Regions from separate parts of the Sus scrofa genome. Here all the other regions are linked to region 3. A link is a contact called in public HiChIP or PLAC-seq data. All regions are on one chromosome and are shown on one strand. Each heading gives the region's core, a stretch centred on a gene start, on an enhancer-like site or on the middle of the called end of the contact. The rest is flanking DNA. Distances are from core to core; before and after follow the strand shown. Region 1 has its middle 350 kb from the start of RUNX1. Region 2 has its middle 54 kb from the start of RUNX1. Region 3 overlaps LOC106505851 (a long non-coding RNA gene).

Region 1 (2,962 bases), core at 317-2,816, 160 kb before region 3:
TCCGAAATGCTCAGTGCACAGACAGAGAGCCAGAGATGAACTCAGCCTGGACTCCCAGCGTGTCGAGGTGGGGCCAGCCAGTGTTTGTTTAGCCACCAATGACCCCCCCGAGTCGTGGTCACTTTCCCCGTGTACCGTAGTTGAGGGAAGCAGTCAGTTAACTCTGAGAACTGGGGGCACTGCCGTGGCCTTAGAGGAAGCCCTGCCATTTTCCAGAGGGAGAGAACCAGACTTTGCTGAAGCGATACCTTTTCCAAGTCCAGGTAAAGCCTTGCTTCCAGGTGTGATCAAATCTATTTCACGCAGAAGGCCAATAGGTGGCAGAACAGTCTTTCCTACACACCACAGGGAAAATGCATAGAGAAATCACCATCACTCAGTTTTGATCATTGGTCTCAAACAATTCAACAACTAGGAACTTTAGAATTTTTATATATTTTACACATTTATGTATATTAATGCTGAATCTTGGGTAAAATGTTTTGAGTTAAGATTTCAAGCCCTAGAAAAATTAGCCAAAATATTTATAGACCCTCTTTACTTAAACCTTATCTTCTTGTGGCTAGAATTTTTTTTTTTCTCACTTTATGGAGTATTTCCTTTTTTTTTTTTTAAGTATGTAGAAACAAAGGTGAAAACAATTCTAATTTTAGGCCATTTAAAATGATTATTCTCTGCTAATTAGAAGGTAGGATATACAAGGAGGGTTCCTCTCTGTGATTTCAAAAAGTCAAGCACCTAATAAAATATTCACAGATGCACTAGAATCTTGGAATTGGGGAGATGACAGAGAGACCCGATTTTTACAAAATTAAAATTTTTTTTCTTGAAAAGGAAGTTAAGATACTGGCTTAGAATCCTCTCTAATGTTGTTCTAACTATGTGTTTTTGCTAATTTTTGTTTGTTTGTTTTTGCTTTGCTTTCCTGCATTATTAGAATGTCAGGATTTATAGCTAATTTAGGGATACCCAAATGGGAAGATTTTAGAAACAGTCACAGATGTCCTGGTGGCTGTTGCAAATCAGGGATTACCATATCTCTAATATAAAATGGTCTCTGGGGATTTCTCTGCCTTGGTCACACTTATGCGGTTTCTTTGAATCTCATCTTTGCTTCTATTTCCCTGTGATCAGGACCTGGATGAGGATGGGTGAATGAGGCATGGCCTCAACCACATCACTGAAGGGGACACAAAAACCTTAATCATCATGAACAATCACTTTAATACAATATTTTTAAAATTCAAAATACAGAAAAATCCCAATGAACAAGATATCAAAAATCTAAATAACAATAAGATCAGTAACAGTGTTATGCTGAGCCCTGCTCGAACCTGAGGCAAAAGGAAAAATCAGGGACCCTGAGCATGTTTTTATTTAAAGTTTTGGTATTTCGTTCATCTTGAGTTTTGGCATTGATTTTGACCTTTTAAAATTTGAAATATTACTTATCATGTCCCTACCTTTTTTTGGTTCTTCCCTAAATGTTATGCTTCAGGCTAATGCCTCGCTCTCCTCACCCTGCTCTGAGGTCACTTGTCCTGGGGGTTTGCTTATGCTTACGCCCTGTAAAATGTCTAAAGTCCCTTCTCAAGGAGAGGTTCTTGGCCCCTCTAGGGCTGTTTGTCATCCAAGGGAAAAACAGGCCTGAAACCCAGAGAGAGAATAAGGATGTTGGCAACTTGCTGATGTTCCCCAGAGTGACCTCACTTTTGAAAAAAAAAAAAAAGTATCATATTCTTAAACCATTTCTTTTGGTTCTTCTTTTTTTCTCTTCCTGGCTTTGCTTGTGGCCCATGCACACCCTTTATGCTCTGGATAGCCAAAGGTCCAGATGTTTCTGAACTTCCTCAGATATTTCTGAAAGCAACTCTGTTTCAGAAGTTGTCAGAGCCCAGGTGGCTACTTCTTTACTCAGATCTCTAATTCAAGAAATTGCCATGAACAGGGGCTTTTAATTTGAACCCATCTGAGTATCTCAGTAAAAGTCAAACTGAATCCAAACCTCCTTACGAGTCCCTCGGAATTATAGCTGAGTGGGACTGGAGACAGTCTGGATTGCTAGTAGCACCTTTTGCCACAAGGAACAACCTTGCTTCTGGAGTTTCATCCTATTTTCTGCTCTCAATACCTGTAGAGACAGTTTTCTCACAGTACATAAACCTCTAATCAAGTGACTCTCTTCCTTACCAATTCCTTTAAAGTTATTATCCAGTCCATTCTCAGATGGCTATGAACCAGCTCAACACTTCTATGGAATTTGCTTTGAAGTTTTCCACAGGAAACATTTTTTTCTATGAATGGAGATGAGCATCTTTTACAGGGCTAGGTGAAACTTGTTCTGTTCTACTCACTTTTCCTCTTTCTCCACCTATCACAAAGTACTTGCCTTCGAGTCTGACTTATAAAAAACAAACTTACAGTTAGAAGAGGGGAGAGAGACAGAGAGATAAATTCATAGTTTGGGAATAAATAGACACATTACTATATATAAAATAGATAACCAACAAGGACCTACCATGTAGCACAGGAAACTCTACTCAATATTCTATAACAGTCTATAAGGTAAAATAATCTTAAAAATATCACATATATATATATGTATATTATGAATCAATTTGCTGTACACCTGAAACTAACACAATATTGTAAATCTACTATATATATATATAGTTTCTTTATATATAATAAAGGAAGAACAAGGAAGGAAAAAGTCATGACAGCAGATTGGAAGAGTACAAGTTCAAGGCCCAGTGTCCTTAGAAAGGCAGAATAAGGAGACAAAATTAACATCAGTTAGAAAAAGCACAAGTCCTTTTAGGAATATTCTGTGAATGGATAATTTAAGTCTCACTTGGGTCAGTGGCATCAACATGTGTTTGTTTATTGGATCACAAAACAATAAATATTTAGGATGTGGACTAAAAAAGAAAAATACTTTAGAAAGATGTAAATTAAAACA
Region 2 (3,029 bases), core at 486-2,985, 140 kb after region 3:
TAACTTCACTTAGCATGATAATTTCTCTGTCCATCCATGTTGCTGCAAATGCCATTATTTCATTCCTTTTTATTGCTGAGTGATACACATGTTCTTCATCCACTCCTCTGTCGATGGACATTTAGGTGGCTGCCAAGTCTTGGCGGGAAGTGCTTACTAAATAGAAGACTCTGGAGTTACCTGGTGGTGCAGCAGATCAAGGATCTGGCATTGTCACTGCAGTGCCTTGGGTCATCACTGTGGTTCAGGTTCGATCCCTGGCCTGGGAACTTACACCTGCCTGAGTGCAACCAATAAATAAATAAATAAAAGACTATTTCTCTCTCTCTCTCTGTCTCTCTCTCTCTGTCTCTCTCAGAAAGAGAGGATGTAGTCTCTGCCTGGGCAGCCACGATTCCAGCTAACTCTACCATTGAAGGCCAAGAGAGAGACTGGATGCTGGTGGATGACCAGTAGTCTCTGCCATGGCTGTACATAGAGCCAATTTTTGTTTGTGTTTGGGTGAATATTGGATTAATATTTGTATCCCTCACTAGACAGCAGGGTCCAAGGGGCCAGGGAAACTTGGAGAAGGTCTCACAATTTTTTCCTCCTTATTTGGCATGCTGCTTGGCACATCGTAGGTGCTTCATAAATGCTTGTTGAATGAATGGTAACTTCTACTACTGCTGCTGCCGCTAGAAAAATACAACTCCAATTATTGTCAGAGATTTGGTTTTCTACATTATAAATTATTATACTGAAATATGAATTCGTGGCTAGAAATTATGTCTTATGAAGATAATCCAAAAGAGTTCAAGTAATAAGAAAAAACTTTGTTCCATAAAAAACAATAGAAAATTAAAACTTTAGGAGTTCCCGTCGTGGCTCAGTGGTTAACGAATCCGACTGGGACCATGAGGTTGTGGATTTGATCCCTGGCCTCGCTCATTGCGTTAAGGATCTGGTGTTGCCGTGAGCTGTGGTGTAGGTTGCAGACGTGGCTCGTATCCTGCATTGCTGTGGCTTTGGCTTAGGCCGGCGGCTACAGCTCCGATGACCCCTAGCCTGAGAACCTCCATATGCTGTGGGTGCGGCCCTAGAAAAGGCAAAAAGCCAAAAAAAAAAAAAAAAAAAGGAAAAAGAAAATTAAAATTTTAAAAGTGAAAATTTATAAAATAATAAGAAGAATAATCAAGGCTTTGTTTTGCAAAAAGAGTAAAATTAAATAAATACCAGGGAAATTTATGTGGAAACAAAGAAAATAATACTCCCAGGTGGTGTCAAGTAATTCAGTCAAGAATAACTTGCTGGAAACTTAGAATTAGTGCTTATGTCCCACATACCAAATTGGTAGGCATAAAATATAATTAACAAATAAAGCCATAGAATGGATTTTAACATGGGAAGACAAGCACCACTCCTTGCCATCACCAGAAGGTAAAGAAGCAGCTGGCTGAGGACACCGCAGTCTAGGAAATGTCTCATGTACACCTGGGGTGAAATATGTGACTGGGATGATGGGATTGTGCGGGAGAGAGTCTGGCCGAAGATTAAAAGAAAGAGGCAGAAGTGAGACCACCCATCCCGAAGGCGGAAGTGATGATGTTTTGCAGGCACGGATCGAATGCAGACACAGATGCAGCGAGAGGAGCTGGGTGATGGCGGAGGAAGGGGCGGGGTGGGGGGAGCCATAGGGACATCTGCTAGAAATTGACTTGCCAAAAGAGGAAGCGATGAAGAACCGCTTCTCTGGATCTATTCTAACCAACAAGGAAGTGGCCGGGGCCCTGAGGGGAGAAAAGCAGGTTACTGCAGAGACAGCCAGTGATGGGGGGAGCTGGGTCTTGTCAGATGGATGGCCTGGCTTTGAGAAGACAGAGTTCTAAAAGCTGAGAAAAAGACCAGTGGGGTTCTAAGACTTGAATTAGCAGGTTGCTCCAAAAGGAACAAGAGCTCTCGTTAATAGCATGATCCTGCCTGGGAAGAAAATGGGGAAGTAGCTAAAGAGGTGGCCAAGCAGGAAATTCTTTGTAAAGTCAGATGTAAAAACACTTGTACAAAAAAAAAGGAAGAAAGATGAATATAAACGAATGTAAGAAATAGCGTCAGGAAGCCTTGTGCTTTGAAGAGGCTTGAAAAACACGCTAAGGCCTAAAACGAGAGTCAAGGGAAAGAACAAGGAGAGGATAAACCTTCTGTAACAGCAGCTGGTACATGGTATAAACAAACAGAGAGGAAGGATAACAACTCAGTTCAGTTCAACTAAACAAGGATTTACTGTCTTCTGTGTAAAAAGCCACTACCAGCAGCTCACAGGCCAGAGAAAGAAAGTATGCAAAGAACTAAATTATGTCTCAGGATGCTACATGTCTATAGTGTTCAGGGCTCAAGTTCAGAGCCCCGATAAGAGTGGAGGCTCCAAGGATAAGAGCGGAGATGCAGGTTCTGAAGGATGCTAATAGGGGCTATGGACTGGGAAATGCTAATACTTTCAGGGAAAGCAGAGAATAAGGAAACTGCAGAGGAGAGTGAGAAAAAATAGACAGGAATATAGGGAGAGCCTGGAGGCAACTATCCTAGCAATCTGGGCTGGAAAGAATTTTCAATTTAAAGTCCGTATGGAGCTTGAATTATATGAACTGGTCATGCATGCTGATAGCAAATCCCTAGTGATTTAGGGATGCTTTTGGTAGAGTGGTAGGACAGAAACAAGGTGCATAAGAGGCCTATAAGATGAAGCAACCGAGGCCATTATTTCCCAAAGTTTCCCTGTTATGGGAGTAAAATAAAAGATGGACACTCTAGGAAGACTTAAGATCAAAGATGAATTTTGTGCTTTGTTCTTATTTAAAAATGTCTGTCTGTTTATACATGGGGGAATACTTAAGCATAACTGTATGTTTAGAGGAAAGAGAAAGTAGAACAGAAGTCTCTAGAAATTAAAGATAGCGAGGAGGTGATTGATAAGGGAAGACCCTGGAGGAAGCAGATAGGGGTAGGAGTTGAAGGCTATGTGAGGACATTAACTGCAAGAAAGGGATGTCAAC
Region 3 (3,295 bases), core at 741-3,240:
ATATGACTGGGTCATTATGTTGGAGAGCAGAAATTGGCATAGCACTATACATCAGCTATAATTTAAAAAATTAAAAATTAATGAATAATAAATACACATGGGATTGTGACGGAAATTCTCCCACAAAGATGTTCATACAAGCATGTGCATGAGCTTGTGTTTATGCAATGGCTTTGGATGAAAGATAATGGTAGAAGAACTGCCTAAGTCAAAAATAGACTGGACCATCCAAGAAGCAGTCAGCTGTGCCTTTTCTTTATTATTTTTTATCATGTAAATTATGCAAAATGATCTCCATTCTCTCCAATGACTTACTTGCAAGTGGGCAGAATAAAAAATAATCCTGTTTGGGAACCAACCACCCTATATCCCAGAGCTAGCTAGGGGCCATTTGGATAGCTGCTGGACCTTGGGCAAGCCACAGACCTTCTCTGAGGCTTAGATTATTTAACTAAATGAAAGGACTCACAGTAGATAATCTCAAATCCACTTCTAGAATGTATGGCGGAAATTATCTTAGAAGATAAACACACTAATGGACTTAAAAACAGAATTTTTTTTCTCACCCACTGTCTGTAATAAGCTTCTCTCATATCATGGCTAGATTATCATACACCCTTTTCCTATTATTGAACTCATATGAGTTCAGACTGTATAAACTCAAAGTGTTCTTTTTTTCCATAGAATCCCTAATGTGATAATCTTGACACTGTGCCATATCTACTTGAGCCAGTTGAGGACATCTCAGGTTATTCCTCATCTGGATCACCAGAATGTTATGTTTTATCTTCAGACCTTTGCATATGCTACCCATCGCCCATCCTCTGCTCTAGCCTAGAAAACTCTTTCTCTCCTATTTTGCCCCCTTTCTAGAAGCTCTCCCCACCCTCCAGCACCCCATTCTGGCCTCCCTAATCAGGCCCCATTTTATTCTCCAAGTTACAGCTTAGATTCCCTTCCTCCAAGGAACCAGGATTGGGTTACCTTTATGGCTGTCCTACTGACCTGTATTTGGAATGTGATACACACACACTTGCATCTTACTGTTCTGTTACTTACTGTCTGTATGGCCTTGTGCAAGTGTTTTTGCTGAACCCCAGATTCTTAATTCTTAGAAATAAATAAAACTTTCTCATTGGGCTGTCACTAGGATGAAATAAGAAAGTACCTAACACCCAGTTCAGTGGTTGTAAATGATGGCTTTCATCCACCACAGCTAATTGGTCATCATTATTGCACAGTCCTTAAATGTTAAAAATCTAAAGTAGAGTTTTGGAAGTCATGGATCATAGTCAAATCATGGTTGAAGCCTTGGGCATGACATGGGTTGAAAAGGTGCTCCATATGCTTTGTGTCCAGATAACTCTCTCATGCATCAAAATCAACTGGAGGGTCACCTGTCCCCTTTTCCCATCCCCAAGAGTCAGTCAGCTGGCCTGCAGCAAAAGATGGCCTTTGATATCTATAAAGGCTCTCAGAGGAGCAGCAAATTTGGGATCCACTGCTTAGGATGATCCACAAGTGCAGAGTACAGGGAACATGCTTTGATGGAAGCCTGATTTGCATCTTAGAATGTGTATCTATCCCTTTATTTAGAAGTGGATCATAGTGGTACTTTACAAAAAGTTAGGATGTGGAGGTGCAGACAGACCAAAACCTTGACCAACTTTCTTTTACATTGCATAGCTGGGACCTCCACCTCATAAAATATGGGAAAAATTAATTTGATCAGAAATGTTTTAATGGTAAAATCTTTCAAGTGGCTATCTCAACCATAAAAGTGACCAATATGAGGCTGAACACTCCTTTGAAAAGAAATCAGCTATAAATAATAAACTTCTGTAACTGAAAGATTTGAGTGATTGATTAAGCTTACTTAGTTTCAGTTTCCATTCAAGGCTGAAAATTGTTAACTCAACACAATGGCTTTTTGTTTTGGCATGATTGACGCTGAGCTCATATTTCTCAGCATAATTATATTACCCAACAGGTTCATCCACTTCCTAGTGATGGCTCCAGTTCTTCATAAGACAGCTGAGACCTCAATTTAGTGGAGAGTAGGTGTCTTCTTCTTTGTTATAAGTCTCACAGCTGGGTCAAATTTGTTAAATATGTTTGATTTGCCTATGGTACATGACTTAATATGAGAACTTAATCTGTCCAATCCACTGTGAATTTGGCAACAGTAGTAAGACACTTTTAGGACAACTTTAGAAGTCTTGGATGATTATCACATTTATATCAAATAAACCAAAGTGTTAAGAGCTAGTGGGAGGGAATGAATACTGAATAAGTCAAGCTTCATTCTCTATTTTGTTCATAAATATTAAACGCAAATTTGTCACAATCAGCAATTGAATAAAATCTCATTCTAACATAAAATTTTTATTCCCCAAATTCACTATTCAAGTTATGTATATCATCACAAAGTAGGGTTATATAGGTAAAGACCAGACATAAGACCTAAAAAATCAATATAGATCCCAAATTACACAATAGAAAATTAGACTTAATTTACATTTTCAGGAAATTATGTCCAAAAATATCAGAACATACATTATTTTCAAGTGCACATGGAACATTCTCAAGGATTGACCACATACTGGGGCACAAAACCAACCTCAACAAATTTAAAATTATAGAAATTATTTCAAGTATCTTCTCTGACTGCAATGGCATGAAAGTAGAAATCAACCACAGGAAAAGAAATGATAAAAAATACTTACTACATGGAGACTGAAAAACATGCTACTAAAAAACCAATTGGTCAATAAGGAAATCAAGAAGGAAATTAAAAAATACCTTGAGACAAATGATAATGAAGACACAACCACTCAAAATCTACGGGATGCTGAAAAAGCAGTGCTCAGAGGGAAATTCATAGCAATACAGGCTTCCCTCAAAAGAGAAGAAAAATCTTAAATCAACAACTTAACCCGTCACCTAAATGAATTAGAAAAAAAAAAGATCAAACAAAACCTAAAGTCAGCAGAAGGAAGGAAATCATAAACATCAGAGAGGAAATCAATAAAATAGAGATTTAACAAACAGAAAAAAATCAATAAAACCAAGAGCTGGTTCTTTGAAAAGGTAAACAAAATTGAGAAACCTCTGGTCAGACTCACAAAGAAGAGGAGAGAAAAAACCCAAATAAACAAAATAAGAAATGAAAAAGGAGAAATTAGAGTTCCTGTTGTGGCATAGTGGAAATGAATCTGACTAGGAACCATGAGTTGTGGGTTCAATCCCTGACCTCACTCAGTGGGTTAAGAATCCAGCATTGCCATGACCTGTG

Evidence for each region. HiChIP or PLAC-seq counts read pairs in DNA pulled down with a chosen protein or histone mark.
Region 1: an H3K27ac HiChIP or PLAC-seq map of alveolar macrophages shows a contact between it and region 3. The contact joins two enhancer-like sites. A contact is called at or near these places in 2 of 2 datasets of contacts at active chromatin or transcription factors (alveolar macrophages and skeletal muscle).
Region 2: an H3K27ac HiChIP or PLAC-seq map of alveolar macrophages shows a contact between it and region 3. The contact joins two enhancer-like sites. A contact is called at or near these places in 2 of 2 datasets of contacts at active chromatin or transcription factors (alveolar macrophages and skeletal muscle).

The regions. Positions count from the first base shown.
Region 1 is chr13:198,988,510-198,991,471 of Sscrofa11.1, reverse strand. No RefSeq gene overlaps it. Among named protein-coding and RNA genes, the nearest start is that of RUNX1, 350 kb to the right of the region's middle. Within about 2 kb of position 1,566, at least 3 of the 83 cell types and tissues checked have an H3K27ac peak or open chromatin away from gene starts, as enhancers often do. A contact at or near this core is called in alveolar macrophages, where this site is marked.
Region 2 is chr13:198,687,892-198,690,920 of Sscrofa11.1, reverse strand. No RefSeq gene overlaps it. Among named protein-coding and RNA genes, the nearest start is that of RUNX1, 54 kb to the right of the region's middle. Within about 2 kb of position 1,735, at least 8 of the 83 cell types and tissues checked have an H3K27ac peak or open chromatin away from gene starts, as enhancers often do. A contact at or near this core is called in alveolar macrophages, where this site is marked.
Region 3 is chr13:198,826,001-198,829,295 of Sscrofa11.1, reverse strand. All of the region lies in intron 1 of LOC106505851 (a long non-coding RNA gene), which reads right to left. Among named protein-coding and RNA genes, the nearest start is that of RUNX1, 190 kb to the right of the region's middle. Within about 2 kb of position 1,990, at least 2 of the 83 cell types and tissues checked have an H3K27ac peak or open chromatin away from gene starts, as enhancers often do. A contact at or near this core is called in alveolar macrophages, where this site is marked.